Linked DNA regions of Mus musculus: regions 1 and 2 are each linked to region 3. Evidence: chromatin contacts called from public promoter capture Hi-C data. All regions are on one chromosome and are shown on one strand. The core of a region is the stretch at or near the end of the contact, and the rest is flanking DNA. Distances in the headings are between cores, read along the strand shown.

The links. Promoter capture Hi-C pulls out the DNA fragments that hold promoters and counts their contacts. Capture Hi-C pulls out chosen DNA fragments and counts their contacts.
Region 1: a promoter capture Hi-C map of embryonic stem cells shows a contact between it and region 3, with 21 read pairs. The contact joins the promoter of Cistr here to the promoter of Hoxc4 in region 3. A contact is called at or near these places in 1 of 39 promoter capture datasets (embryonic stem cells), 1 of 484 Hi-C or Micro-C datasets (embryonic stem cells), 6 of 115 datasets of contacts at active chromatin or transcription factors (craniofacial prominence, embryonic forebrain, embryonic hindbrain and 2 more) and 1 of 9 other capture datasets (adipose tissue).
Region 2: a promoter capture Hi-C map of pancreatic islet shows a contact between it and region 3. The contact joins the promoter of Calcoco1 here to the promoter of Hoxc4 in region 3. A contact is called at or near these places in 2 of 39 promoter capture datasets (cranial neural crest and embryonic stem cells), 1 of 115 datasets of contacts at active chromatin or transcription factors (embryonic midbrain) and 2 of 9 other capture datasets (embryonic stem cells and pancreatic islet).

The regions. Positions count from the first base shown.
Region 1 is chr15:102,745,625-102,748,884 of GRCm38.p6, forward strand. It overlaps Cistr (chondrogenesis associated transcript), which reads right to left and starts at 1,285. Exons shown (of 1, transcript NR_104334.1): 1 at 817-1,285. It also overlaps a transcript of Gm36560 not described here.
Region 2 is chr15:102,720,889-102,724,055 of GRCm38.p6, forward strand. Calcoco1 (calcium binding and coiled coil domain 1) reads right to left here and starts at 1,290. Exons shown (of 15, transcript NM_026192.3): 1 at 1,159-1,290.
Region 3 is chr15:103,032,596-103,035,745 of GRCm38.p6, forward strand. Hoxc4 (homeobox C4) reads left to right here and starts at 1,800. Exons shown (of 2, transcript NM_013553.2): 1 at 1,800-2,566; 2 at 3,042-3,150. The coding sequence starts at 2,128. The region is part of intron 2 of Gm30528 (a long non-coding RNA gene); the gene reads right to left.

The DNA of each region.
Region 1 (3,260 bases), core at 35-2,534, 290 kb before region 3:
CTGATTATCCATCCCCACCAAGGGTGGCTCATAACCCCGTCCATGTTGGTGTAGAGCACACTCAAGTGCAAGTAACTTGGTGATCCCCTAGATATATCAGACTGAAAATGGTAAATGACTAGGGTAAATGTATAAGGAGAGCTAGCGAGTTCATGTGAGAAAGCTGTCTGGAAGAGCAGAGTTAGGAGTGGGGTGTGGAAGAAGAAACCCAATAGTGCATGAAACAGAATGACAAGTACTTCTCTATGGCCATTCTGAGGAGGGTGGACAAATTGTGAGCGCAGCGAACAGCTTTTTTTCTTTTTGGCTGGGTACAAAGAACTGGAATAGATAGAATGGAGGCAGGTTCAAGAGGCAGGCTGGGTGATCCCATTTCTAAGAGGAACTGGGGCCTTCTGGAAGGCACACTGACATGTGTTAGATGGCACTTGTGCACAATTTTCTGGATAGGTGTGCAGTTGTGTGTGTGTGTGTGTGTGTGTGTGTGTAGGGGCATACATATCCAAGTAGCTTTGTGCCATGTGGCTTTATGCCCCAGGCTCCTGTCTTTCCATCTGTGTGCGACTGGCATTCAGCTATGTCTGAGCGTGTTTGTTCATTTGTGTATTTCCACGTGGTCGTGTGTGAGTAATATTTCCATTGCTTTCTGAGTATTTCATTTGGCTACATGCGGCGGAAGGCATCGTGAGAAGTGAATTCACAGGCGATGTGTGCCTGAGTGTGCGTGCTGGTGTCTGCAGGAGCAGCGGGGCTGGAATGGAGCCTTCTTTCTCTCTCTCTCCACTGGCTCCATCTGCCCTCTCTGAGGTCGTGACAAGGAGGCAGACAGCAAAACTGGCAAACAGTTACAGCTAGGAAGACCAGAAGTATTGCAAGCCCGGCTCAGACTATCACTGCTGGGGAGAAATAGCCAGAGGGAGACCGACATGACAATAGCGCGCACAGATGCTGCGTGGACGCGCTTCCCGGGGCAGGTGCGCTCATGCGCGTAGGCCTTCACTAGCATCAGGGCCTTGGGCGCACCGGTCCTACTCTGGCTCCTGGCTTTCCTTCCCCTGGCTATGACCAGATCTCCATCGCCTCCAAATGCCTGTCCCAGTTTGGGGCGCTGCGGCTGGGGAAGCAGACATCGACTTCGGAGCCAATCGCGGGACGTCTGCAGCCTCCTGGGGTGGTGGAAGAGATGCGTGCGGGGGCGTCCTCACCCTCGCTCCCTCCCCAGCTCGGCCGCCTCCTACCCACCCCCTTCCGGCCCGCGGCAGTTTCCGAAATCGCCCGGCGGCCGCGAATTCATTAGCGGGGGGCGGATGTAAACGCAGAGCGGTGGAACGTTTTAATTAGGCCTGAACAATAAACAAGCTAAACGAGGCGCACAGGGCTCCCTGGCGGGCCCTCAGCCTCCTCCGCGCCGCGCGGACTCATTACGGCTGCAGCCAATTTCATGCCAGCGCCGGGCGCGCGCGGCCCGGGCTGGGAGGGCGCGCGGGGGCGGCCGAGACACTCTGCCCTGGAGCTGAGCGCTGGGCGCTTGTCGGCTTCTCAGGGCCGCTGCTCACTCCACCCCGCCTGGCTCGGTGTCCTTGAGCTGAAGGTCTCCGCCCGCACCCGCCTGCTCTTTAGGGTCTGCCCTCCTCTGCGCGCGGGCCTCGTCCCACAGCTCAGAGGAGGGGTTCTGCTCTCGCCCTCCCCTTGCCTCGAACCCACACCCTGTCTGCCGCAGTCTCCCCATCTTCTCTACAGGATCTCTCTTCCCCGCGGGTCCCTTTTCATACATCGACGAGGACTGTTGGACGCAGTCATCCGCCCTTAGTGGGCCCTGTGGCCTGATGCCTCGGTCTCGCTCCGGGTATTCGCCATTTCTCTGCCCGCTGATGTAGCAGCCTGCCAGCCTCCCTCCCGCCCTCGTCTCCTGCCAGGGTTCCTCCCAAGGCACTTAGACCCGAAGGTTTAGGTGCGGCTTTGTCCTTAGCCATTAACAAGGCTGTTCTGGACTTAAGAACCGACCGAGTGGTTTAGCTTTCTTTCTCTTCCCCACCTTTTAGCTAAACTGCAAGCATATTTTGCAGGCGCGTAAGTCTTAGCCAAGATTCCTCAGGCTGGCTATTGATGACCTTAGGTCTTGCCTTGTCCCTCACGTGTGGCCTCTTACCTGGCCTTGATACCCTGTGAAGGGTGGGAAGTAATTTTAGTGCTTTGTGAGACAGTTGTGAGAAATAGCGCGGGGGATGATGAAGGTAGCGACCTTGGCACCTAGTATTCACTCAATCAATATTAGCCCTCTTTAGTCTCCGTGTTCCTCCTCAGTCTGCTCCTGTCTCTGTAACCTAAAATTCTGAGCAAAGGACTGGTAAACTCAGATGTAATAGGCCTCAAGGGAATTTCACATGAGCAACTGAACACCTGCACCAAAGCTCCGATTGGACGGACTCACAGAACAAAGGACACAACGCAGATCAGTACACAGGACTGAGCAAATTAAAACCCAGAGGCCAACGAGAGGTACTGTGGCACATACTTTTAATCCCAGGACTCCGGAGGCAGAGGCACGCAACACTCTATGGTTTCTAGGGCAGGGAGTTACACACAGGCTAGCCAAAGCTACATAGTAAGACCCTGTCTCAAAACAAAACAAAACAAAACAAAAAACCAAACCAAACAACAATAATAAAACAAAACAAAACAAAACAAAAACCCCAGATACCACAGGACAGGACCCAATCTAGTATGCCTAGCCTGAAGTAGTGGGGCTACGCACTCTTGGAGGCTGCAGTGGGTTGCTAAGATTTTTACTCCCCGATAGGGACCTATTTCCTAGAATCTCAGAACCTCAAGCCTTCCATGCAGCTTTGAACTGGAGATATTTCTCTTTGACTAGCTGTCTCCCTGCCATTTAAACATTGCAGGGCTAAGATGGGCCCTAAATTCTCTTTCCGAATGTGGTCCTTTACCCTGGTGCCTTTTCATTCCTAAGAGGCAGGATCTGAGCGCACAGGTACCTCTCTCTGTGTACCACCCACTGTGGTTCCTGAGGGGAGATGCAGAGAGGCAGAGATCTGGGGTTTCCACAGCAAAGGTTTATAAGTTTGTCTGGAGCAGTTGGATCAAGCATTGTAACTTGGTGTTGGGGATACTTGAGAATGGCCAGGCAGGAAAGATGTTGGAAGCCATGTAAGAAGTGTAAGGGGGCTTCCTCTTGGAAAGGATCATGGTGCTCATGTAGTGGGCAGGGAGCAGAGCAGTTTAACTCTCAGTAAAGTGTA
Region 2 (3,167 bases), core at 40-2,539, 310 kb before region 3:
GTGGGTAGAGGTGCTTGCCACCAACTCAAGGTTGGGAGAAGAGAACTGATATCCCCAAGCTGTGCTCAGACTTCTGTACACCTATCTTCACACAGACACAGACAGACAGACACACACACACAGAAGTAAAAAAAAAAAAGTTAAAACAGAGTAGTACTCAGAGATGAATAAGAACAAAGTATGGATGGTGTACATGTTTGAAATGAAACTCACTGTATATTAACTTAAAAAAAAAATACACCTCAGTCCAGAGCGGGGAGGCAGCCCTTTTCTCTAGCCCACACATCTGCTTCCTGTGTCAGGTGCAGCTGATGTGTCCAATCAGACATCACCACTAGTCATATGCACACCCCCAAACATCACAAACCCACACCAGGCTGAGACAGTGGGGGAGGAACTTTAAAAGAAATTAAACACTCCATGGAGAAGGAAAGGTGGGCCAGCAATGCAATAGGAAACAGTTTCTTTGTCGGCTTTTTTTTTTTCATCTATGAAAAATCTCTCATTACAGCTACTCCGTGTTTTCTTCAATATAAGTCTTCTTAGGTTAGAGTGAGATCTGTCTCTAAAGTTCTACCCGTTGAGAACCCCAAACCCCTCCTTTCCCACAAAGACAATCTGTAACAGCTGCAGATATTCTTCAGAACTGAAAGTGTATGTGGTCAGATGCTGATGTTCAAATGCATTCTCTCTCTCTCTCCCTCTCTGTGTGTGCGTGTGTGTGTGTGTCCCCTCTCCACTGTAGGGCTCTCAGCGTTTTGGCGTTCCACAAGTTGGAAGTTTTCCCCTCAGGGATTCAGCGTAGTAAAGGCCTTTGGATCTTTGGATTTGGGTAAGAGAGAGAAGGTCTGTGAGGGCAAAGACTTGCCTGGAAAAGATTAAGCAAATATTTCAGTCCCTTCAAGCTTCCATAATCGGATCGAGCTTTACTGAGGAGGCCCCGCAAGAAAGTGAGGACAATGCGGGCTACTCCTCAAGGCCCCCCTTGAAACCAACAAAACCGAAACGTGGGGGAGGCTTCCTTAGTGCGTAAAGTATTAAAACCTAAACGCTCCTACCGTCCTCTTCTACAGTTCTCTCGGATTAGCCTTTCGCAGGCTGAGAAGCGGGCTGACCACCCCCGCGTAAGCCCACCCTCAGTTAGGCCAAGTTTCTTACCCCACGGACGGATCAGCTGTTCCCCTCACCTTTCACCAACAACAAAAACAGCACTCCGACTATAGGAGGGGAGGGGAAGAGTGACGCGAGAGCTTCTGGGGCTTGTGGTTCTTCTATGACTCGACACTGTCTACTTTTCTACCTGTGGAACTACATGTCCCAGGAGGCTGCGCGCGAGGGGCGGGGAAGAGGGCGGGGCGGTGATGGACTCAGCGTGGCATCCCGGGAGATGTAGTTCTTACTCCCGAGGCAGTTCAGGAGGGTGTGTCTTCCAAAGGACTTCACGGCCCATGATTCCTTAAGAAAGGGCAGGCTGATCTAGTGGAGGCTGCTGGTTCGTAGCATGCTTAGTGGGAGAGTTGACGGCTTTAACGCGTTCTGCACAGCTCTTTTCGGTGGGGCGGAACGCTTCCAGCACAGCCTTCTTGTTCGCTTTTACAAGATAGGCTGTAGTGTTATATCTACTTACAAAAGAAAAAACTTGTCTAAGGAATCCTCTAGGGTCAGGGCTATGAAACTGTAGAACTCTGCCAGGCCTCTCCCAAGCTACGAGCTACAGCCACCATGTTGTGGGTGGGGAAACTCACAGGGGTGGTAGTGGTTATTTATTTTTAGCTTGTTCTGACTTCAGGGTTGACAGAGCTTGTAAAAGTCTCAAAGCTTACTGTTTGGTTCCAGCTTGAGAAGATTTCCATGCCAAGGGGTCCGATAACACACACACACACACACACACACACACACACACACACACACACATACCACACCTGCACGTGCTCCCCCTGGAGTGGCTTCTGGGGCTAGGATTAGGGGACATAGCTTGAAATGGTGGCTAGGCTGTGGAATGAAAAGCATGCGGTTGAAGAGAGAGCTTGGCAGGACTGCCACAGCTCACAACAAGCTACTTAGAGAGGCTTGTTTGCCCAAGCCTTTTAACTGGCTTAAATTAATTAGAGCAACAATACAATTGTTGCTATAGGGTTGTTTTTTGTTTGTTTGTTTGTTTTGTTTTGTTTTGATAGGCGAAAGAGTCACACTGTTCCCACACCGCAGTCACTTAAGGACTTGAACCGTCCTCATCGTTGTGGGTGGCCTCCAACCCTGGAAGAGTTCAACCCCCCCCCCCTTTCTCAATATTAAAGGATTAAGTGAGATGTAATGCTACACACCTATAACCCTAGCAATTGAAGAGGCAGAGGCAGGGAGATCCTGGAGATTTCGATTCTGACTCAGGCTACACAGGAGACCCTGTCTCACAAATAAATAGTTATGCCGGAAAGACAGCTGTCCTCTCCTGGTTGGGTCCATTCTAATTATCTGTGGCAGTAGGTTCTGGCGGCGCCTCTTCTTTTACTTTTTTTTTTTTTTTGGTAGTTTTTTTTTTTTTTTTCCTTTTAAGATTGAATAGGGTATTTGATGCTGTCCTTGGGTGCCTTTCATTTGAAGATCTCCAAGCATTAAGTCACTGGGCTGCACAAACATTAAGATGACATGTCTGTGTCATTAGTCAGGATTTATGAGTTAGGGCACAAGCTGCTGGATGGGGAGATAGTTCAAGGTCCTGGGTTAGCTACGAGTGAAGCCTGTCCAAAGACTCAAGTCTCAAATGTTTATTTTGTCTGCATTCAGAATGAAAGCTTGTAAAAATCTCAGTCTCAAATAGAGCTAAGGTAATAACAACTTCCATGTTTGGGATGCTTACAGCGTTTTTAAACAGCCATAACGTATGCCCTATTATCATCCCCATTTTACGTGTAATGAGAGCAACACTCAGACAGCTGAGTAATTCGTGAGGTTAATCCAGCTAAGTGGCAGAATCAGGGTTCAAGTTCCAGTAGTCAGCACTGTATTAATGTGGCTTTAAATTCTGTTGTTGTAAGAAGCAGTGTTAGTCAGGGGATAAATATTCACTGAGCTCTTATGTGCTCAGTGAAGGCACGTGGCAACGGGAAGCCCCATCATTCAACAAGTATGTGTTAGTGTTATGCCGGATGTTCCATATGTCTCACTAA
Region 3 (3,150 bases), core at 550-3,049:
TTTTTTTTCTCTCCCTCTTCCCCCTCCTCATTCCCTTAATTGCAGATGTTCTAATTAAACCCTCAAATAGTTGTTATGCTGTTTTAAAAGGTACTTATTCAAGTGTCAACCAGGCTGTGCTGGGAGGAGGCAGCATAGGGCGGCGAATTAAAGGTAGATTGACTAATCACGGCGGCGATCATAATAATAAAATCAGAGGGAAAAAAATCACATTACGACTTTTCGTGGAAAGGAGGGAGCAGGCAGCCAGCGGCCGCCAGCCCTGTGCCGCCGACACAAAGAGTGCGGGCGATTCCGCGAGACTGATTTATGACGTTTTACAGCCCTATAAAAGCTGTAGCGAGGAGGCAAGCGCTCCTACCACCGCTGGCAGATTTAGTCTAATAAATAAAACATAAACAGTTAACTTTATGTGTCACTTTTATTGTTATCAAGTAAAATATAGCCGAGCCCCGGCAAGCTATGATTTTAAACTATAATTGTTATCAAGTACAACAAGGAGACCTGGCTCCCACCCTGGGCTTTCCCCTCTGCTGCCCCCCCCCCCAACTCTGAGTTATAGAAGATCACTTAATTGGAGTCCGATGACGAGGAGGCCACCCTTAGCTAAGGAACCAGTGGCTGGAAAAATAGTCCTTCCTTGCCCCATCTCTCTTCCCTGACTCTGCCACCTCCCGTGAGGATATTCTGTGTGTGTGGGTGACAGAGGGAGGGAGCAGGGCAAGAATAGGCCAGAGACCCCTGCCCTGCCTCCAAAGAGTAGTTACCTCACCTCTTCTTTTTGGAAGGCAGCCTGGAGCTGGCCCTTGGGAATATGTGTTTACATGTAAACACACGTGTTACACGGATATAGTCTCAGATTGGAAGCAAGCAGGCTCTGCCCACACAGGCTTCCCTTGAGGGTAAGACATGGAGGAAAAACTCTCAGGGCCTTGGGTCAGGGCACTGACTCCTGGCAAATGTCTCATCTTTTCTTCTTCTTCTTCTTCTTCTTCTTCTTCTTCTTCTTCTTCTTCTTCTTCTTCTTCTTCTTCTTCTTCTTCTTCTTCCTTCTCCTTCCTCCTCCTCCTCCTTCCTCCTCCTCCTCCTTCCTCCTCCTCCTTCTTTCTCCTCCTTCTTTCTCCTTCTCCTTTCTCTCTCTCTCTCTCTCTCTCTCTCTCTCTCTCTCTCTCTCTCTCTCTCTTTCACCATTCTGGCAGGTGCTGTGAGAAGTCAGAAGGCCAGGGAGCAGGAGTCACACAAGAGTCATCAGTAGTAGATCTCTGCTCTGGGCTCTGGGCTCTGGGGCCTGGGCCGGGAAGGACAGTGGGTAGCAGGGGTGTCAAGATTTCTGAAATCTGCTTTTGCCAACCACTTCCTGTCTTTCTTCAGAGGGGGCTCAAGCCCTAGACTTCCAGAAATGACATCAGGATCATTTGTATCCCGCTGCCTCAACCTGCCTAGTACTGCTGGGACCCTGTCTCCAAGGCCCCTTGGCCAAGAGGGTTGGGTGAGTGTGTATGGGATAGGGGAAATGGACTTGAGGATCCGTGAATGGGGTAGGGCAGTTCAGGCTCTCCAGCCTTCTAAGCTCAACCTCGGCCCCTCCCCATCCAACCTGCACTGAAGCCCTCATTGAACTTCCTCTTCCTGCGAAAGAGGGGCGCTGCCCTGTGACCTACACAGACTGCAACACGATTGCCATAATGGAGACCACTGGAAAGGCACTGGAGCTGAGGCCCACGGGGCCCACTGGAGGCCGGAGAGGAGACTCTGGGCGGGGGCTAGATCACAGCCTCCCGACAGCCCCCAGTGCCCAAACATTGGAGTCGAGCTGGGAGCCACCCATCTTTAGCAAGGAAGGATTGTCAGTCTGGTGGGGTGTGCAATGGTGAGCACCCCAGCTTCTGCCAGCCATCCCCCACCCCCACCCCCAGCAGCAGCAGCACCACCACCACATACACAAAAAATTGGATACATTTTGAATAAAGCGATTCGGTTCCTTATCCGGGGACTGGGTTGCTCGGTGTGATTGGCCGGCGGAGTCACATGGTGAAAGTAACTTTACAGGGTCGCTAGCTAGTAGGAGGGCTTTATGGAGCAGAAAAACGACAAAGCGAGAAAAATTATTTTCCACTCCAGAAATTAATGATCATGAGCTCGTATTTGATGGACTCTAACTACATCGATCCGAAATTTCCTCCATGCGAAGAATATTCGCAAAATAGCTACATCCCTGAACACAGTCCGGAATATTACGGCCGGACCAGGGAATCGGGATTCCAGCATCACCACCAGGAGCTGTACCCACCACCGCCTCCGCGCCCTAGCTACCCTGAGCGTCAGTATAGCTGCACCAGTCTCCAGGGGCCTGGCAATTCGCGAGCCCACGGGCCGGCCCAGGCGGGCCACCACCACCCTGAGAAATCGCAGCCGCTCTGCGAGCCGGCGCCTCTCTCAGGCACCTCTGCCTCCCCGTCCCCAGCCCCGCCAGCCTGCAGCCAGCCAGCCCCTGACCATCCCTCCAGCGCCGCCAGCAAGCAACCCATAGTCTACCCTTGGATGAAAAAAATTCACGTTAGCACGGGTAGGCAACTTTGCTTTTTGCCCCCCTCCCTTTCCCGGCGCTCCCCACCCTCCCTGGCCCCCTCTGGCCCCGTCCTCCTTTCTCTCCTTCCCCCTCTCTCTCCAGGAGCGACTCTGGGTTAGCACAATTGAACTGGATTTACGAGCGAGAATGGGTAATTACATCCCCCATAAATTTTATGGCTTAGCTACTCTGGGCAGTCCGAGCCATGTGCTACGATCTGTTATGTATGTGTGAAAACTATGCTTGCTTTCTAAGGGCGCATAAATAATTCAGTGTCGTTACAATGAGGATTCCCCTCTTATTACACTACAAAGTCTCTAGCTTCCTTCAACTTCTTTATAACCCATTTAGCTTGATGACTTTATTTCCACCACTCCCTCCTGTTCCTCAAAGCTGAGGATGGGGTGAGGGTGGGGGCAGGGAGCCTGCTGCCTCTGAACCCCACTATTTGCTTCCCCTCCCCCTTCCCCAGTGAACCCCAATTATAACGGAGGGGAGCCCAAGCGCTCGAGGACAGCCTACACCCGGCAGCAGGTCCTGGAATTAGAGAAAGAGTTTCATTACAACCGCTACCTGACCCG